2 separate regions of the Mus musculus genome follow, and region 1 is linked to region 2. Evidence: chromatin contacts called from public HiChIP or PLAC-seq data. All regions are on one chromosome and are shown on one strand. Each heading gives the region's core, a stretch centred on a gene start, on an enhancer-like site or on the middle of the called end of the contact. The rest is flanking DNA. Distances are from core to core; before and after follow the strand shown.

What was found. HiChIP or PLAC-seq counts read pairs in DNA pulled down with a chosen protein or histone mark.
Region 1: a contact with region 2 is called in an H3K4me3 HiChIP or PLAC-seq map of bone marrow-derived macrophages, with 4 times the contacts expected there. The contact joins two enhancer-like sites. A contact is called at or near these places in 1 of 484 Hi-C or Micro-C datasets (spermatogonial stem cells), 5 of 115 datasets of contacts at active chromatin or transcription factors (bone marrow-derived macrophages, embryonic stem cells, large pre-B cells and 1 more) and 1 of 9 other capture datasets (adipose tissue).

Annotation. Positions count from the first base shown.
Region 1 is chr6:120,153,872-120,156,571 of GRCm38.p6, reverse strand. The region is part of intron 1 of Ninj2 (ninjurin 2); the gene reads right to left. Among named protein-coding and RNA genes, the nearest start is that of Gm25327, 11 kb to the right of the region's middle. Within about 2 kb of position 1,436, at least 120 of the 459 cell types and tissues checked have an H3K27ac peak or open chromatin away from gene starts, as enhancers often do. A contact at or near this core is called in bone marrow-derived macrophages, where this site is marked.
Region 2 is chr6:119,917,625-119,920,324 of GRCm38.p6, reverse strand. Rad52 (RAD52 homolog, DNA repair protein) reads right to left here. Exons shown (of 12, transcript NM_001166381.1): 8 at 1,539-1,738; 9 at 1,248-1,399; 10 at 135-215. Among named protein-coding and RNA genes, the nearest start is that of Rad52, 16 kb to the right of the region's middle. Within about 2 kb of position 1,429, at least 77 of the 459 cell types and tissues checked have an H3K27ac peak or open chromatin away from gene starts, as enhancers often do. A contact at or near this core is called in bone marrow-derived macrophages, where this site is marked.

The sequences.
Region 1 (2,700 bases), core at 187-2,686, 240 kb before region 2:
TGAGCTAAGAAGGCTCCTTACCAGTGAACTAAGAAGGCTCCTTACCAGTGAGGGACACCCCAGCCTCTTATTTTGTTTTAAATAATTGATCTGAACAACACTTACCAAAGAGGTACCATTTGTGCAAAGAAAGCCCTAGATCATGAACCAGAGGCCACAGAGATGCACACGAGCTGCCTCTGCTTTTGTAAGTCCTCTTTCATTGAGTATGGTATCCACCCTTCCTTCCCTTCTCCCTCCCTTCCCTTCCCCTCCCTTTCCCCTTCCTCCTCCCTCTTCCTGTCCTTCCCCCTCCCTCCTTCCCTTTTTTCCTCCTCTTCCCTTCCTTCTCTTCCCTTCCCTTCTTTACCCCTCCCCCCTTGCCTTCCCTTTTATTTTCTTTATAAGTTGAGCCCAGGCTAGCTTGAAACTCACAACAATCCTCCTGCCTCAGTCTCCCAAGCACTGGAACTCTCAAGCATGTGCTCTCACACTCTGATTCCTTTAAACTTCTCCTTTTTTTTTTTTAATGAAGAAAATGATGGATGAGCATGAAGGTTATGCCACCAGCATTAGTCAGCGTATGAGCCCCGGTTGACTCCTAGTGCAGGACTCTTTCTGTCCCCGTCTCTATCCCTTCATCCTAATATCACTGTGGCTATCGGCTACAGTCCTCTTTGACTTCTTTCCGTCTCTAGCCGCTGACACTCCTCATCCTGTGTGTCTATTTTCCCTATCTGACAAGGGTGGGCAGATGTTTAGAGCTGAACTCCCCAAAACACAGGATCAGCTCCATCAGGTGAATGCAGCTGGGCCCGTTGGAAGCTCTGCTCTTTTGCCTAAAGCCCCACCTGGCACATAAGCCAAGCCAGCTACCATAGACATCATGACTCATCCCCCATCTGCTGACTCGGAACTAAAGCTTTTGCCCCACCATGTAATTACTGGAGAAGAGGAAGTCCTTGACTGGAGATAAAGTGACTCTTCTTGCTCATAGGAAGGGGTCAGAGCACACACTGTCCTATTTTCTGGTTGTTATTAAGCAATAACAATATCTATCTATCTATCTATCTATCTATCTATCTATCCATCTATCCATCCATCCATCCATCCATCCATCCATTCACCTATCTATCTATCTATCTATCTATCTATCTATCTATCTATCTATCTATCTATCCATCCATCCATCCATCCATCCATCCATCCATCCATCTATCTATCTATCTATCTATCTATCTAAGCCATGGTCTTACTATACAATCCAGGCTGGCCTGAAACTTGCAATCCTCCTGCCTAGACCTCCTGAATGCTGAGATTACAGGCCTGTACTACCACGTTTCTGCAGCATAGCCTTTTGTTGGGTGCTCCTTTGACCTCTATGGGCCCACCACTGCATACAGCAGGCACTGTGCTAAGAACACAGCTCAGTGGGAAAGCACCTGCTGGGCAACCCAGCTTTGCTGGTGGATTAGCTGCCTGAACATCTGTGCTCAGCACAGCTGCAGGCGGGGTTGCTAGGATACACATGTGAGTGTGGATGTGGGGGAAATGACACACGGACTTCTGTTTAACAGAACTGGGCCATGACCAGAGGAACCACAGCACAGACAATCTGTTCTTTAAAGAGCTCTGTGCTATCAAGTTTACTTCTGTAGTCTGGCCCAAGAACTTCCTTTTATTTTCCCCTAAACTCTAAATTAGATAGGGGAAGAGGCACCTATCCTTTGTTTACCCCCACTTCTTTTTTAAGACAGGGTGTTATGCATAGCCCTGTTTGTTTTGAACTCACTCAGTAGACCAGGCTGGCCTTGAACTCACCAGAGAGCTACCTTGTGCTGGGATCACAAGTAGATGGCACCACATCAGAGGCCTTTCTTAAGATGCCTTCTACATGGGCTGAAGAGATGGCTCAGCAGGTAAGAGCACTGACTGCTCTTCCGAAGGTCCTGAGTTCAAATCTCAGCAACCACACGGTGGCTGACAACCACCTGTAATGAGATCTGATGCCCTCTTCTGGTGCATCTGAAGTCAGCTATAGTGTATTTATGTATAATAATAAATAAATCCTAAAAAATAAAATGAAATCACTTAGCTTAAGTAACTCTGACCACACTTTCTGAAGTATTTCTCTGTCCATATTCTTCCTGTATCTCAAATAGCTTCCCCCAATTATCGAACAATAACTGTCTTCTGTTTCCAGGAGATGCCAAGTAGGCCCTGTGGAACCATAGAATTAGGGGTAAAGTGTACCTAGAAAGGTTAGTGACTTGTCCAAAGGCATGCAGTTCAAGTGGCAGACCCTAGACTCTCTCCTCTCTTCCTGTCCCAGGCCGGTCTGTTTAGGGCCATAATCTAAGACACCAAGGAATCTGCCCCCTGCTCATGAGCCAACTCCTTGTAACACACATGTCAAACCTGTCATTCCTGTGTCACCTGTGAAGAACACAAACTTACCCTGTTTCTGGAATTTATTATCTAGTCCTAATTTATACATTAAAAAAATAAATAGCTTTTTAAATTTTCCTACACAAAAAGTGATGTCTGTGCCTTTATCACATGGCAGGCATTGTGTGTGGCATTCTTTTGGGTGTAGTTAAACCACAAGATCTTTTTTTCCTGGGCAGGAATGTGAGAACCTCTGGGAAGAGCAGAGCTAAGGAAGAGCCCAGGCTGGCCTGGCTGGAGAGTGGGCATCTTCCACAGCACACTCTTGTCTCC
Region 2 (2,700 bases), core at 180-2,679:
TCACTGGTACAGCAGCACTTGCCTAGTATTGCAAGGTGGGATCAATCCGCAACACGCCACATGACACCCCAAACTAATATGAATTCTGTATCTTCCAAAAAGCACACAGTACAGTAATTTAACACTTGTATTACCTGGAAAGACGACTTTCTCCTGGAGGAGTTCTGAGGCTGCAGTTACAGGGGTGCTGTGTTTTGGAGGGGCTGGAAGTACTGCTACAGTTTGCACAGGAGAGACAAAGGATAAGCCAGAGGTCACATATCAACTCTGGGATTAAGTTTATTCCCCTCCTGCACAGAGTACACCTCTCCTGAGAGAGAACCAAGTGTACTTCCTTTGGTATTTTGTATGTGGAAGACAAGGTCTCTCATGTAGTTCAGGTAGGCCTTGGATTCCCTATAAAGCGAACATGACCTTCAACACCTGACCCTACTGGGTAAGAGCAATGTGCCAGCACAGCAGGTCTGTGTGGTACAGGGGATAGAACTCTGGAGTGGCACCCTAACCTATTTCCACTTTAATAGCAAAGGCAGAACACTGTTAGCTATCTAGCCCAGTGGATCTGAGACAAGGACAGTAGATCCTAGATGATCCACCTACCCCACCCCCGCTCTTCAAGCTCCTGCCATGACCTAAAAGCCAAACTTTTAGGATAATTCATTACTCATGATGAGCCCAAGATGGTACATGTTTTGGTTTTTGTTGTCTTCCTTTTTCCTACAATAACTTTACTGTTGTGCCAAGGAGTGATAACAGACCCAACACACAACTGTCTCTTGCAACCTTTACTCACTAAAGCTCCCTGGTCTGGGAATACTCCATTACAAATGTCTGCGTAACACCAGAGTCTGTGAGACCTGTGCTTGAAACTTAAGCTCCTGAGAGAGGAGTCAGTCTGCCGGAAGCTCATTATTTTCCAACTTGGTCTTATATCCAAAAGCCATCTAAGAGGCAAATACCAGAAACGGAGGGGGAGGGGGTGGGGTGAGGGTGGGCGTGTTCTTTGAGACAGGGTCTCACTCTATAGTCCAAGCTGGCCTAGAACTCAGATCCACCTGCCTCTGCCTCCCAAGTGCTGCAGAAGATTATGTCAATCACAGCCCATTGACCTCCCTAAAAAGCCTGTCGTCTTTGTAACTGGGAAGGTGTAGGGCAAATTTTATCATCCTAATTCTATGGGGTCATCGGTCGTACACGTCCTAGTGAGACATGGCCTGGAATGGTCCCTGGATCTCCCTCTCACACACCCGCATGCTTGGCTGCCACCTCTTCGGCAGGTGCATGGCTCTGCCGGCGAGTCTCCATCTGTTCCCGGAACTGCTGCTGGAGCTGCTTCTGCCGGAGCTTCCGGAGCTTCCTCTGGTGAGTGGCGTCACTCTCCAAGGTGGCGGCCAGACTGCTGCAAACCAAGTTAACCACAATGGACCCGGCTTGAGGAAGCACACAAACCACTTGCTGGTTTCAAGTGCAGGAGTGGAAATTGACCAAAGCCACACGAGAAGGGGCCAGAGAGGAAAAGGGGAACCTGAGCCCAGTACCAGGAGCTGCTGATGTCCTTAGCCCCCTGAAGCTTAATGTTCGAGTCATGTGGGGGGCTTGATCTGCAAGGGGAAGTCACTTCCTGTGGTTTGGGGAGTCCCAATGCTTCATTCTGTCGGCAGCTGTTGTATCTTGCCTGTTCTACAGATGGTTCAAAATCTTCTCTCTTTGTTTTAGTTAAATCCACATCAAGAGGGAGCTAGTAAGAGGAGAAAGAAACATTGAGTGCGCCACACATCCAGCTTCCCTTCCCCACCATGCATAGCTATTCAGACACAGCACTTGATCCTTGACCCATCTGTCCTCACAAGGTGACTGAAATGACCCACAATTTCCAAACTAGTTTGTTTTTTAATTGGGTTTCTCTGTTTTCTATATTCATGTCAAACTCTTAGGCTAGGCAGCTGGAACTGCAGACATCTGACATTTTAACAAAAGAAAGTCATTTGTATTTCAAACCATCCTATATTAATAAAGTTTTAATAAAAATGAATCTTTACTTTTGAAAATAGTATTTGAGTCTTGCTTGCTGATCTGTCCTTGCTGTCTACTTACAGCTTCTTCTGTGCCCAGTGACACATACCTAAAATGAAGCCTTAGCAAGCAGAGGGCAGCTGCAAGCTCAAGGATAACCTGGGCTTCCCCCTGACACTCTGTCTTAGAAGGGAAGAAAAGGGAAGGAAGAAGGGAGAGAAGGAGGGAGGAAAAAGAAGAAAAAAAAGCTGGAATCCCCAGATTAAAAATGAAAAGACACAGGGCTGGAGAGATGAGTCAGCCATTAAGAGCACGGCCTGCTCTTCCCAAGGTCCCGAGATCAATACCCAGCAACCGCATGGCTCCCAACCATCTGTAATGGAATCCAATGCCCTCTTCTGGTGTGTCTGAAGACAGCTACAGTGTACTCATATATATATATATATATATATATATATATATATATATATATATATATATATATATATATATATATATATATATAAAATAAATAAATAAATCTTTAAAAAAAATAGAAAACAGTCAATATATGAGAGAGAGAGAGAGAGAGCAAGCAAGCAAGCAGCACAAAGACAGAAGGAAACAGAATTCTCCAGTAAACACTGGCCTTCACAGAGACTAACTCTGGGACAGAGAATTTAAAGAGCAAAGCAATAAAAAATTTTA